Linked DNA regions of Sus scrofa: region 2 is linked to region 1. A link is a contact called in public HiChIP or PLAC-seq data. All regions are on one chromosome and are shown on one strand. The core of a region is the stretch at or near the end of the contact, and the rest is flanking DNA. Distances in the headings are between cores, read along the strand shown. Region 1 overlaps LOC102163764 (a long non-coding RNA gene). Region 2 overlaps ZMIZ1 (zinc finger MIZ domain-containing protein 1).

Region 1 (2,960 bases), core at 154-2,653:
TTCTTGGGCCATATTTCTTGCACATCCATAACTCAGATGTTGGCTAAGGCCTCCAGGCCCTGAATACCAAGGCACACTTGGCTAGAACCCCCAACTCCAAGGTCCGTGAACACACAGATCCCTGCCCTTGACTTTTTCCCACTCCCAACGTCATGCAGACATCTGGGAACCAACCTGTTGCCCAGAGAAATTCATTCACAACCAAAAAGTCATAAGTTAGTGACTCTGATGATGCCATCAGGGTGCAGGGTGGCTCACATCACAAACCCCACAGCCCACACAACAGCTTCATGCCTAGCCCCCCTTTCCTTACTTCCTCCCTGTCCCCCATCCCCTCCCACAGAGCCCCGCCCTGCACCTCCTGTTGGGTCCTTCCACCTCCACTGGGGCTCACCCAGGATCTCAGCTTTTGCCTCAAGAGGAATGTAGGGGACTATCCCCCCATCTCATTGCATGTCAATCATTTCTGACTCAATTTTGAATTCTGGGCTCCATCTTTCCGCAGCCACCCAGCCAGCATCTGGGCTCTGATCCCAGTTAAGTGCAGTAGAGAACAAAGAGTGAGTAGGCTTCAAGGGAAAAAATTTAAAAGACCTTTATTGCTTTAAAAATTATGTGGGCCGACTCACCCACATCCTTAAATGTATGCCTGCAGGCTCCACAAAATAGAAGGAAAAGAACTCCGGACCTTGTACCTCGCCTTACTCAGCAGCTCACCCACAGTTTGGCCCCCTAGCTGGTCAGCCTTGATGGGATCACAGAGTTCCAGCAGTATGCATGGAGCTCGGCACCTACTAATGGGATTCGGGCTCTGGTGCTGACACATAAAGGTGGACTCTCTGGACACATCATTCACCTCCCAGCCCCTGTTTTCTGCTAGGCTGACATCCAGCGATCGGGGATGTTATGAAAAATCTATCCAAGAAACAGCATCATCCGGGAGGTGCCTCAAGACCAGAAAACACAGCCCCAGAGGGAAGGGCTGCTCTTATTTGTTGAGCTCAGGAAACGCCGCTGATTTCGACACACGCCTCAGTAAGTCTCTAATTAGGAAGGAGATCTACTGTCACAAAAACCACATGTCTCATCCCAAAGCCAAATGGAATGGGTTTCTGCGTGGGTCCCGCTGGTGGAATATGAGGAGTCACCCCTCCCTCCCTGACAGAGATGACCCCGGAGGCCCGGCTTTGAGGCTCGCTCCGTTGGCTCCTGGTCTCAGAGCATGAAAGGGGCCTGGCAGCTGCAGGCAGCAGCACAAGAGGGCTGGAGCAGCTGGGCTCAGGTCAGGCACAGGGGCTTGGGCTCAGCAGAGACAGCCAAATGCCCAGCCCAGCTGCCACCACCCCGTGCTGGGGCCCTATGCCCAGGCCAGCCCCGGGAGGCCAGGCTGGCAGACTCCCCTCTGCAGCTGCGAGGCTGCCTGGCCCTCCCTGCCATCTCCAGCTTGTTTTCCCTCCCCTCTCCTGCCCTCCAATCTCCCACTTTGCCTCTCTGCCTGTATCTCCTCCCTCTCTATGTTTTTCCTTTTCTCTTTCAGTCTCTCTTTATCTCTCTGTGTGTCTATCTCTGTCTGAGTTTACCTCTCTTTTGTTGCATTTTTTTTCTCTTTGTTTCCTGGCCTCCCTCGGTCCCTCTGTCTCTGCAGTGGGGAGGCAGGGGAGAGAAGGTGGGGAAGGGCTCAGGGATCTCATTCCTTCCTGTTCAGGACTCAGGTAGAAGAGGGGGCGGGATCCTGGGAGCAGGTTGAACTTGGACTGGGAGCAGTATGGGGCCGTGGATCCTTAAGGCGTCTCACAGAATGAGGCCAGGGCCATACGCCGTCTCCCAGGGCAGCGAGGGAAGCCTAGCGCTCACCTCTTATGGACACCACAGGGTGCTCCCTGCAGTGAACTTTCCTGGGCCTTTCCTTAGACCCAGATCCTGGGCTGGAGCTGGCAACAGGATAGCTGAGGCGGTGGGGCTGCTCTGATGGAGCTCCACATGCACAGGTAAGGGATTAAATGCACAATTCCATGGACCCACAATTCCAAGGGGCACCCATGGGTCCAGCAACTCTGCTCACTGGAGAGGGAAAGCTGGAGCTGGGCCTGGAATGACCTGGAGCTTCCTAGGATGTTCTAGAGAGTGCACGGGGGGAGCTGGGTGTATGCCAGCCTAAGCACAGGAGGAGTGTGGGTGCAGGGGGAGGGGGAAGGTGAGACTAGGAAGGAGGTTCAAGTCCTGTCCTGCACTAAGAGTTTCCCAGGCAGCCCCCGGATGCTAGAGCCTTGTCCTCCCATGAAATCGGGAAAGTGCCCCTTCCCTTTCCCTACCTTTTGCAGAGAAAGGGAAATGGAGGAAGGGGCCATGTGGACATGACTGTCTGTCTGCCCAGCAGAGGGGGAAGGCTTCTGCCAGGCTCTCAGTGCTGGGAAAGGGCATTAAGATGAGCTAAGTTCACTCACTGGGGCTGAGTTTCCAAGAGCAGAACCTTATTTAACATGATTTCTGTAATGGGATGGAGGCGGTGGCAGCCATGAGGCTGAGGGACAGAATATCAGTGAGAGATGAAATAAAGTGGTGCTTTTGGCAACTGGACTTGATGTTGCCTGCCCTGCCTCCGGCTTTCCTGGCCCAGTCACACACACCCCTGCCCCCAGAGAGCTCTGAGACCTGAAGATACTCCAAGCTGTCATTGTGCAATGGGGAAACCGAGCAAGAGGGGGAAGGTCCTCAACAAAGTTCAAGGCATCTGCCAGAACTGAGTCAGGCTCCCAGCTCTGCACTGCACCCGTGCACCTGCCAGCTCAGGGGTGGTGCCGCTCCTGGCTCCCCTGAGAGGTTGAGGTATGTGGCCTGCAGGTGGATCCTGAGTGTGAACTGGTGACCTGAACATCATCCATGCACAGGAAGGGCCGGGAAATCTAATCACAGGAGCAGAGCGGCTTTTGAAGACCACCTCTCATGCCTGCGGCAGGCCC
Region 2 (3,326 bases), core at 203-2,702, 640 kb before region 1:
CGAAGAGTGATGCATATAACCACTGGTAGAATAAGGAGGATTTTAGGTGGGAAGACATTTACATTTTCATAGTGAAGGATGTGGACTAAAACAATGATCACTGGTGAGTTGGTGGATATTATTATTTAGGATAGGATTAAATTAGGGAGGGATGGCAGACCTAAACAGACTAAAGGAACATCTTAACCAGTATAAATGGAAGAAAGTGACTGAGGTTAAGAAAGCACTGTAGTTTGATGCCTTCCTCATCTTTTTTTTTTTTTTTTTTTTTTTTTGGCTTTTCTTTAGGGCCGCACCCACGGCATATGGAGGTTCCCAGGCTAGGGGTCCAATAGGAGCTACAGGCTGCTGGCCTATGCCACAGCCACAGCAATGCCAGATCCGAGCTGCATCTGCCACCTACACCACAGCTCATGGCAACGCTGGATCCTTAACCTGCTAAGCGAGGCTGGGGATCGAACCTGCAACCTCATGGTTCCTACTCGGATTCGTTTCGCTTCGCCACGACAGGAATCCCATGCCTTTCTCATCTTAAAGATAAAGGAAGCAGAAGCTTGAGTCTGGTGCCTTAGACCCCTCAGCCATCCTGACATGGATTAGCAATGAGATCCTGCTGTGTAGCACTGGGAACTATGTCTGGTCACTTATGATGGAGCATGATAATGTGAGAAAAAAGAATGTATACATGTATGTGTAACTGGGTCACCATGCTGTACAGCAGAAAAAAAATTGTATCGGGGAAATAACAATTAAAAAATATAAAAACAAATAAATAAAAAATAGAAAAAAAAAAAAGAGAGATAAAGGAGCTCAGAGAGATGTAGCAGCTCCCTGTGGTCACACAGCAGGTGACACTTCCACACCCAATCTTCGGTGCCTACACTGGGTACACTGCCTGGAGACAGAGGAAGAGGGTGGTGGTGAGGCAAAGACAGTCAGAGTGACTTTGTGCCCTACCCCAGGGAAGTTAGGAGGAGAAGCAGAGGGACAGAACGTGAGGGGGGAGGAGGGAAGAGGCAGCTCCAGGCAGCTGACCAGGACCAGCTGCTTCCCATTCTTGGCCGGGCAACTGGAGCAGGCCCTTGGGTCAGCTTGTGGCCTTGCACAGGGTGAGGTCCCTGGGTAGGGGGTGGGTCCCGAGAGCCAGATCGTCTTGGCTGTGAGGCCGTGGGGCGGGGGGGGCGCTTTATCTCCCGGAGCCTGTGCTCTCATCTGTCAGGCAGAAAGGTGCATCCCTTCCCTAACCCACTGGGCTGAGGAGCTGAGTAAGTGAAGTGGCTCAGGGTAGAGTGTTCAGAAAAGGGAAATCCTGATTTGGACAAGAGCTCGTCCCAAACCAGGTCCCCCTCCTCAACTCGGGGAATGCCCCTAGGCCAAGACTCTGCACCCGCTGGCCCCAGAGGCTTTGGCTTGACACTTGAGGATCCTGGAAGGGTAGACCTACTTCTCTCCATGACCCAATCTCCCAGTACCCACCCTATGGGAACCCCCACTGTCAATGGTGGTTAAAGGGACAACACAACGTACCCTGGGTGTTTCAGACTGGGGGCTTCCTGAGGGCCAGCCCCACACAGCTATGTATACCTGACAACCTGTTTAGGGGCACAGGAGTTCATCTAGAGAGGGAGGCTGGCTGATCTAGGAGAAAATGTTGATGTTGCCCTGACACATATCCCGACCCACCCTGAGCTGGGAATCTGCACTCTGGGTGTCCCATCCCTCTGGGGCATGTGACACCTTAGCAGGCCCAGGCTACGTCCTTGAGGCCAAATCCTCCTGCCACCTTCTGGCTAGACTCCAAATCCATGACCTCACAGGGAACTTTCCCTGACAGCTTCTCTCCCCCAGAGGTGAAGGAGGGCCAGCTTCAGCTCTGGATAAGGTTGCTAGATTTGCTCTCATCCCCAAGGCTATGCCACCACTGCTTTTTGTTTCCTCGGCATGGAAAGAGAAAGCGGCAACTATTGAAGCTATATGTGCCAGATACTAGGTTCTCTACTCATATCACCTTAAGCCTCAGAATTCCACTGTGATGTTCTAATTATTATTACCATACTATAGAAGAAGAAACTGAGGCTCAGAAAGTTCTGATGACTTGCTCAGTGCCACACTACTGAAAGTGGCAGTGCCAGGACTTGAGCCCCAGTCTGGTTATACAGCTCATGATGTTTTATTGCATCATGCTCTCCATGGAATGTGGCAGGCTTCCTCCTCATTTCCTTCCCTGCCCCTGTGTGTGAGAAAGGTGACTGTCACTGCTGTATAACCCTGAGGACAGTGCAGAGACAGGGAGTCACAGCATGATGCTGTCTGGTGCTGGGTCTGGACCGCAAGCTTTCCCTAGAATAGAAGTGCCCATGCAGTGACCCTGATCTGGCCTACGATTCCAAAGGTTCATGCACCATGAAATGGGGAAGAGGGAGGGTGGAAATAATTTCCTCAGGACATTGGGAGGACACAGGGTGAGATGAAGCTGGAGATGGAGCCAGGGTTCCCGACCACCAGCTGGTATCCTCCAGAAGGCTATAAATACCCTGCAGATGTTCTTACAGCTCCAGCTTTTCAGACAAAGAGGTGTTCTCCACTGTCCCTTCTCTACCCCAGCTCAAGACTCCAAATCCACCCACCTGGCATTCTCTAGGAGCTCCAGACAGGGGCAGGGCGGACGGTATGTCCGTGGGAGAGTCAGAGCTAGACGAGCCTTCAAGGACCAACTAGCACAGGAATGGCAGGGCTGTGGTGTGTGGGACGCCACCCCCACCTCCTGCACCCATAACAGGCATGGCTAATCAGTCACGCACTTTTCCCACTGGGTCCAGACATGCTCAACCAATCCTCCACACTGTTCCCTGCTGTCCAGCCATTCTTTTGTGTGTGGGTGGGTGGGTGTTTGCCTTTTCTAGGGCCACTCTCGCGGCATATGGAGGTTCCCAGGCTAGGGGTCTAATCAGAGCTGTAGCCGCTGGCCTACGCCAGAGCCACAGCAACACCAGATCCGAGCTGCGTCTGTGACCTACACCACAGCTCACAGCAACACCAGATCCTTAACCCACTGAGCAAGGCCAGGGATCGAACCGGCAACCTCATGGTTCCTAGTCAGATTTGTTAACCACTGTGCCACTACAGGAACTCCTGTCCAGCCATCTTAACCACCTGGTGCCTACACATGAGAAGAAAACTTCTGGGCAGCTCCATTTCTAAAAGGAGAGTGAAGAGAGCCCCAGAATGGGGAGAGCTTAGCGGGGGCTCACTAGCCAGTCAAGGCACGAGCAGAGATCTTCAAGCCGAGTTCCCAATTCCTGACTTTAATTCTCTTTCCCCAAAAC

The links. HiChIP or PLAC-seq counts read pairs in DNA pulled down with a chosen protein or histone mark.
Region 2: an H3K27ac HiChIP or PLAC-seq map of skeletal muscle shows a contact between it and region 1, with 4 times the contacts expected there. The contact joins two enhancer-like sites. A contact is called at or near these places in 1 of 47 Hi-C or Micro-C datasets (heart right ventricle) and 1 of 2 datasets of contacts at active chromatin or transcription factors (skeletal muscle).

The regions. Positions count from the first base shown.
Region 1 is chr14:80,889,199-80,892,158 of Sscrofa11.1, reverse strand. All of the region lies in intron 5 of LOC102163764 (a long non-coding RNA gene), which reads right to left. Among named protein-coding and RNA genes, the nearest start is that of RPS24, 420 kb to the right of the region's middle. Within about 2 kb of position 1,403, at least 26 of the 83 cell types and tissues checked have an H3K27ac peak or open chromatin away from gene starts, as enhancers often do. A contact at or near this core is called in skeletal muscle, where this site is marked.
Region 2 is chr14:81,526,672-81,529,997 of Sscrofa11.1, reverse strand. The region is part of intron 4 of ZMIZ1 (zinc finger MIZ domain-containing protein 1); the gene reads right to left. Among named protein-coding and RNA genes, the nearest start is that of TRNAK-UUU, 73 kb to the left of the region's middle. Within about 2 kb of position 1,452, at least 5 of the 83 cell types and tissues checked have an H3K27ac peak or open chromatin away from gene starts, as enhancers often do. A contact at or near this core is called in skeletal muscle, where this site is marked.